2 separate regions of the Mus musculus genome follow, and region 2 is linked to region 1. A link is a contact called in public promoter capture Hi-C data. All regions are on one chromosome and are shown on one strand. Each heading gives the region's core, a stretch centred on a gene start, on an enhancer-like site or on the middle of the called end of the contact. The rest is flanking DNA. Distances are from core to core; before and after follow the strand shown.

Evidence for each region. Capture Hi-C pulls out chosen DNA fragments and counts their contacts.
Region 2: a promoter capture Hi-C map of liver shows a contact between it and region 1. The contact joins two enhancer-like sites. A contact is called at or near these places in 2 of 9 other capture datasets (liver and pancreatic islet).

What each region holds. Positions count from the first base shown.
Region 1 is chr15:77,856,139-77,859,466 of GRCm38.p6, forward strand. No RefSeq gene overlaps it. Among named protein-coding and RNA genes, the nearest start is that of Myh9, 16 kb to the left of the region's middle. Within about 2 kb of position 1,848, at least 166 of the 459 cell types and tissues checked have an H3K27ac peak or open chromatin away from gene starts, as enhancers often do. A contact at or near this core is called in liver, where this site is marked.
Region 2 is chr15:78,255,968-78,259,295 of GRCm38.p6, forward strand. Ncf4 (neutrophil cytosolic factor 4) reads left to right here. Exons shown (of 10, transcript NM_008677.2): 7 at 1-62. Among named protein-coding and RNA genes, the nearest start is that of Ncf4, 13 kb to the left of the region's middle. Within about 2 kb of position 1,819, at least 115 of the 459 cell types and tissues checked have an H3K27ac peak or open chromatin away from gene starts, as enhancers often do. A contact at or near this core is called in liver, where this site is marked.

The DNA of each region.
Region 1 (3,328 bases), core at 598-3,097:
TGCATGCAACATGCACAGACACATGGACATACATCCAATTGTCTTATTAAAGGATCATAATTTTATATACAGTCCTCACCATGCTCCAGTACAATGGCTGCTATTACTCTACCTATTGTGTGGAGACTTAGACTAAACAGACCAGGCGGCTTCTAAGGTCACACCGACAAGGGCCAGATCAAGAATTCTCTTTCCTGAAGTCCGGAACTGCCTCCCGAAGAAGCAAACCTCAGTGAGCACAGCTTCCAAACACTGCACTACTGGTTACAGCTCAGCTCCGTGACCAAAGTAGAGCCATGCTGGCCACTCGGGGAAATAAAAGGCCGCAAACTTACTGTCTCCTGGGCTCTCTCTGCCTCCCCCTTCTCTGTCCTTTGTGAGTCAAAATCCATTTTCTGGGCTCTGATGAGGCACAGGGACTGCTCTCCTTGCTGTTCCCAGCCAGGAACACTCTTGTGTCAACTGTCCACTCCCATTACATCATTCAAGTCAGTCCTAAAATAAAATACCACCTCCACTCGAATGTCCCCCTAACCCAGGTGACAGGTCATCACCCCGTTCAGGGGATGGACGCTTCCCTGCAGCTGTGGCCTGCCTCCTCTTCCTGTTTAGTCACTGTCTGCCAGCATATCCACTTTGTCTTCATTAAACTGTAAACTCCAAGGACACAGGGGACTTCCAGCCTTGGCTCCCTGCCCTAGCTCTAGTGCAGAGGACAGAGGCTGACAGACAGCAGGTGTACCATACACGTCCACTCAAGAAATGACACGGAGCAGAAGGAGGGTCTGGGAAGACAGCTCAGTGGAGAAGAGCAATTGCTGCTGAAACATGAGGAGTCAGGTTCGAATCTCCAGTACCCATGTGAAAAGCCAAGCATGATCACAGTTATTGCACTCCTAGAAGCTGAGGCAGGAGGAGTAACGTGGCTTGATGGCTATCAGCCTATTTCCAGACTCAGTGAGTGACCAGGCATCAAGGTAATAAGGTGGAGAGCAGGACCCTTGAAGTCTTCCTCTGGCCTCTCCGTGAGTGTGCACCAACACATACACAGTGCATATACCACATAATACACACACATATGCATACATACATACATACATACATACATACACAGGAATAACAGGAATGACCTAAGAGGTGTGGTGGTGCACACTTTTAATCCCCACATGTGGGAGCCAAAGGCAGGGGCATCTCTGCGAGGTTGAGGTCAGGCTGGTCTACATAACATTCATCCCAACCATCAAGGAATATATAGTGAAACCTTGTCTGGAAGCAAAGCAATACGAAACAAACAAACAAACAAACAAAAAAAAAATCTGAGAGGATCCTAAGAAAATAGCTATACCTTTAAGAGTTTCTAGGCCTTTTGGGGAAGATCAAGTACATGTACACACAAACACACACGGTTTGGTAGGCCTCCGTGGTTCCGATTGGGCATAAAATATTTCAAAATAGAATCTGCCTCCTGTGCCTACCCTCCGGCCCCAAGAAGTAACTAAGTAATTGCTGTGACTTGTTCCAGTCGGTTCACATCCACAAGTAGCGGCCAGGGTTCAGTGCTCGCGGTTCCCGCCTGACTCCGAGCACTGGCCCTCCTGGCCCTGGCACCTTGTCTGTGGAGAAGGTGCCCACGCTCCACCCGCCGGCAGGTATAGTTGGCTGGGCCCGCCTACTTCCGCCCCCTAGCCAATAGAGAATGCGCATGTAAATTACTCCGTTCCTACGGCCACCAATGGTTGCAAAGGCCAAACAGGTTGGCCAGGTTTCCGCTCTGAGCGAGCCGGTGCCGTTCCGCACACTCGCACCGGAGTCTGAGAGATCTAGGAGCCAGAGGCACCGGGATGGTTGGAGATAGAGAGGCCCTTGGAGCCAGGAGGGAGGCGGGGTGGAAGCTGGAGTCCGCGCCCAGGACTTGGGCTTGTCCGGCTGCCCCGCTCCGCCCCTTTCCTGCCATGTGCTCTCCTGGGTAGACCTGGCTCAGCTGCTGTCCTGTCTACAGGTTAACTGTGTGACCTTTCTCGAGGCTTTAGTTTGGAAGCTGGAAAAGACTGTAACAACGTCCTCCTTAATCTGTGCGTGAGGAGCCGTGGGCAGGACAAATGGAAGAGGCTGGGGGAACTCCCATCTTTGCAAACCTTTGTGCCTGTGGGTAAATAAAGGCATCACTCTTTAAGTGGACATGTGGACAAGCCGGATGTCCTAGTTCGATCTCACAGCACAGCAGTGGCTGCCAGCACACAAGACTGAGACCATCAACATTCTATCCTGGATGGGGTAGAGGTTCATAAGGACTCACCGTACCCTGAGGAGTTATAGGTGATTAATGTTTACTGGGAGACGGAGATCTTGTTCGTCAGTGGTACAGGCATACATGAATTGCTCTTGCTCAAGTAAATCTTTCATCTTCTTCAGGCAACGCTAATTAAACACAATGGGCAGTACACAGATATGTAGTAAGAGAGACTTGTTGGGAAGGAGGGTTTATTTAGGAAGGAGGGATAAGAGGAGGGGAGGGGGGAGAGAGGAGAAGACGACAGACAATGATAAAAGTGTCATGTGTGTGTAAAATTATGAAAGAATAACTGTGGTGGTTTGAATATGCTTGGCCCAGGGAGTGGCGCTATTAGGAGGTGTGGCCTTCTTGTTGGAGGAAGTGTATCACTATGGGAGGGGCTTTGAGCCCCTCCTCTTAGATGCCTGGAAGACAGTTCTGCTCCTGGCTTCCTTTGGATGAAGATTTAGAACTCTCAGCTTCTCCAGCACTTTGCCTGCCTGGACAGTGCCATGCTTCCTGCCTTGATAATAATGGACTGAACCTCAGAATTTGTAAGCCAGTCCTAATGAAATGATAGCCTTTTAAAGAGTTGTCTTGGTCATGGTGTCTCTTCACAGCAATGGACACCATAACTAAGAGAGTAAATTTGAGAGAGAGAGAGAAGCCCATCACACAAGAGGTAGATGGATTTTATGAGTAGCTTGAGGGCAGCCCGGTCTTCTAAGTAGTGAAACCGTAGCCTAAATAAATAAATAAATAATAAAAGACAGGTGGTAGTAGCTTATGCCTTTAGTCTGAGTACTTTGGGAGGCAGAGGCAGGCATGGTCTACAAAGTGAATTCCAGGACAGCCAGGGCAACACAGAGAAACTTTGTCTTGAGAAAGAAAGAGAGAGAGAGAGAGCAAATGAGGGTTTAGGGTGTAGGTCAGTAGAGTAGGGTGCTTGCCTACCTAGGGTCAAGGCCCAACACAACCTAAACATGTCTTTGGGGTTAGACAAACCAGCCTGTGAATGCTGGTGTTGCCGTGGCTTGTGTAGGACCCTAGGGACAT
Region 2 (3,328 bases), core at 569-3,068, 400 kb after region 1:
TAAGTTTCAAAGCTGGAGATGTGATCTTCCTTCTCAGTAAGATCAACAAAGACTGGCTGGAGGTAAGCTGGGGAGAGGGGTTCAGAATCAGGAAGACTAACTAGAGGCAAGAAGGAGGGTGATGGCAGAGTACATGGATGATGGGGTGGAAGTGGAATTGGAGGTGAGGGTGGAGGTCAGATGGAGATGAGATTGGAGGAAGGGCTGAGGTGGAGGTGGAAGTGGAGATGAAGGTGGAGAGAGGTTGGATGTAAAGTTAGTGATGAGAATGGAGGTGAAGGTGGCAATGAAGGTGGAGGTGAGGATGGAAGTAAGACTGGAGTTAATGATGGGAACAAGGCTGGGGTTGATGATGGGGTAAGGGTGGGGGATGGTGGTAAGGATGGGGGTGAGGATGGAGGTGAGGATGGGGGTGAGGATAGAGGTGAGGATGAGGTGAGGATGGAGGTGAGGATGGGGTGAGGATGGAGGTGAGGATGGGGGTGAGGATGGAGGTGAGGATGGAGGTGAGGATGGGGGTGAGGATGGAGGTGAGGATGGGGGTGAGGATGGAGGTGAGGATGGAGGTGAGGATGGGGGTGAGGATGGGGGTGAGGATGGAGGTGAGGATGGAGGTGAGGATGGGGGTGAGGATGGAGGTGAGGATGGAGGTGAGGATGGGGGTGAGGATAGAGGTGAGGATGAGGTGAGGATGGAGGTGAGGATGGGGTGAGGATGGAGGTGAGGATGGGGGTGAGGATGGAGGTGAGGATGGAGGTGAGGATGGGGGTGAGGATGGAGGTGAGGATGGGGTGAGGATGGAGGTGAAGATGGGTTGAAGTTGGGGTTGAGGATGGAGGTGAGGATGGGGGTGAGGATGGGGGTGAGGATGGAGGTGAGGATGGGGGTGAGGATGGAGGTGAGGATGGAGATGAGGATGGGGGTGAGGATGGGGGTGAGGATGGGGGTGAGGATGGGGGTGAGGATGGGGGTGAGGATGGAGGTGAGGATGGGGGTGAGGATGGAGGTGAGGATGGAGGTGAGGATGGAGGTGAGGATGGAGGTGAGGATGGGGGTGAGGATGTGGGTGAGGATGGAGGTGAAGATGTGGGTGAAGATGGAGGTGAGGATATAGGTGAAGATGGGGTTGAAGTTAGGGATGAGGATGGAGGTGAGTCTGAGGTGAGGGATGAGGCAAAGGCAGAGGCAAGGTTAGAAGAAAGGTATTTTTGAGTGTTTTACAGGCAGACACCATGAGAGATCTGGGGAAGCCCAAGGATAGAAGTCCTCTGTTACAGTCCTGGAGGTCCTGGCAGGGTTGGGTGACCTGTGGGGTGTCCTGTTTTTGATCCAGATGTGTTGGTGAAGCAGAACATTCATGCCACAGCATATGTGAGGGAACAGCTTGCAGAAGTTGACCCTCTCCTGTCAGGCTGGTTGTGGAAGTGAAACTAGGGTTGTCAGACATGGTAGCACCCTCTTTATCCCCTGAGCCATTTCACAGCCTCCTCCCCCCACCCCTGCCATTCTCTTTAATTTCTTGATCACTAACAAGGCTTCTAGGAACTGACACTCTTTGGGGGTGGGGTGGGGTCGTGGAGACAGATAATTCCTGGGAAAGGGCAGGCTATTTAGGGAAGGAAAGGCAGTCAGGGTGTTTAGCAGTACCCTGGTCTTCCCACTAGGTGTCACCAGTGCACCTGGTCACAGCAATCACATAGGTTTCTCCAGGTTTGCTTTGTGGGGGTCAGACTTTCTCCACTGAGAGAAGTGAAGGCTCATATGTAATAATGTTACTTCCCTAACCAGCAGCAAGGATGACTGATTAAGAGTGGGTGTCCGTGCCTGAGGCAGCTCGGTAGAGGAGCTCTCACCTAGTGTGCAAGGCTCTGGGTCCCACTCACCATACTGTGAGACAACAGAAGATCTAATGCATTTCTAGCTGTCCTTGTGTACCTCAGGAGGTTGCTTAACCCCGTGGTTTCCTTTCCTGTGAATGATGAAAACAGTTTCTTCAGTGGTTCCCGTCAGGGACAAGGGAGAGGCGGATGTCCTCCAGGCCTTGGCCCCAGAGAGTCTAGGTGCCTCGTTCCCACTGCATGTGAGGGGACTGGGAAGTCTTGAATGTGACCCTGAAGCTGGGCCCCCTTGGGTGTTTCTTTGCTCCACACTGACAGGGAATGACTGTGCCAGGTCCCTGGGTCTGGTCATCTCTATCATAATATTGTCACCGTTGGACATTCTCTGGCCCTCACTGTGTCTGAAGGAGGCAGGGTTCCCGGTATCCTGAGGCTGGGCAGGAGTGGGAGTGGCAGGTGTAGGGATATAACACTTTGAGCTTCTGCCTCCTTGTGCACTGGGTCTCAGAAGCCATGTCCACCCGAGCAGTGACTGTTGTGACCACCACTGTCATAAGAGGAACTGTTGACCGCTTTACTGTCTTCTGGAAAGTCTTACTGTCTAGTGTGTCGTCACTGGCAGACCTCAGGCTGCAGGAAGGGCCTCTGTGGCGTAGGAAGAGGAAGGAGCCTCAGTCTGCGAGGCAGCGGGAAGAGGATGTGATTCCTGGGGCTGCGGAGATCAATCAGGCAGCAAACAGGACCTGAGCTCAATCCCAGAGCCCACACACTAAAAAGTCAGCCATGGTGGCTTGTGCTTATCATCTAGCTCTGGGGGAGACAGAGACAGAGACAAGCCCTGGGACTTGCTGTCCAGCCGCAAACCAGCTACAAATTGGCCAAGTTCCAGCTTGCTTTCTGTCCCTGTGATAAACACCAAGGCCAGAGGCAACTTGGGGACAAGAGGGTTTACTTGGTTAAGTTATAACGTTTCCATCCCTGAGCGAAGTCAGGACAAGAAATAACCTGGAGGCAGAAATGAAGCTGAGGCCATGGAGGGGTGCTGCTTACTGGCTTACTCTCCATGGCTTGTTCAGACTGCTTTCTTGTACAACCTGGGACCACCTACTCAGGGGTGCCCCCATACAGTGGGCTGGGCCCCCCACATCAATCGTTAATAATAATAATAATAGTAATAGTAATAATACTCCAAGGACTCTCCCACAGGCCAATCTAATGAAGACATTTTCTCAGCTGAGGTTCCCTCTTTCTAGACAACTCTCTTTGTGTCAGCTTAACAGAAACCAGTCAGTACGGATGAGTCCCAGGTCAATGAAAGACCCTGTTTCTTTTTATTATTATTATTAGGTATTTTATTTATTTACATTTCCAGTGCTATCCCAAAAGTCCCCCATACCCTCCCCCACCCACTCCCCTACCCACCCACTCCCACTTCTTGGCCCTGGCGTTCCCCTATATTGAGTCATATAAAGTTTACACGACCAATGGGC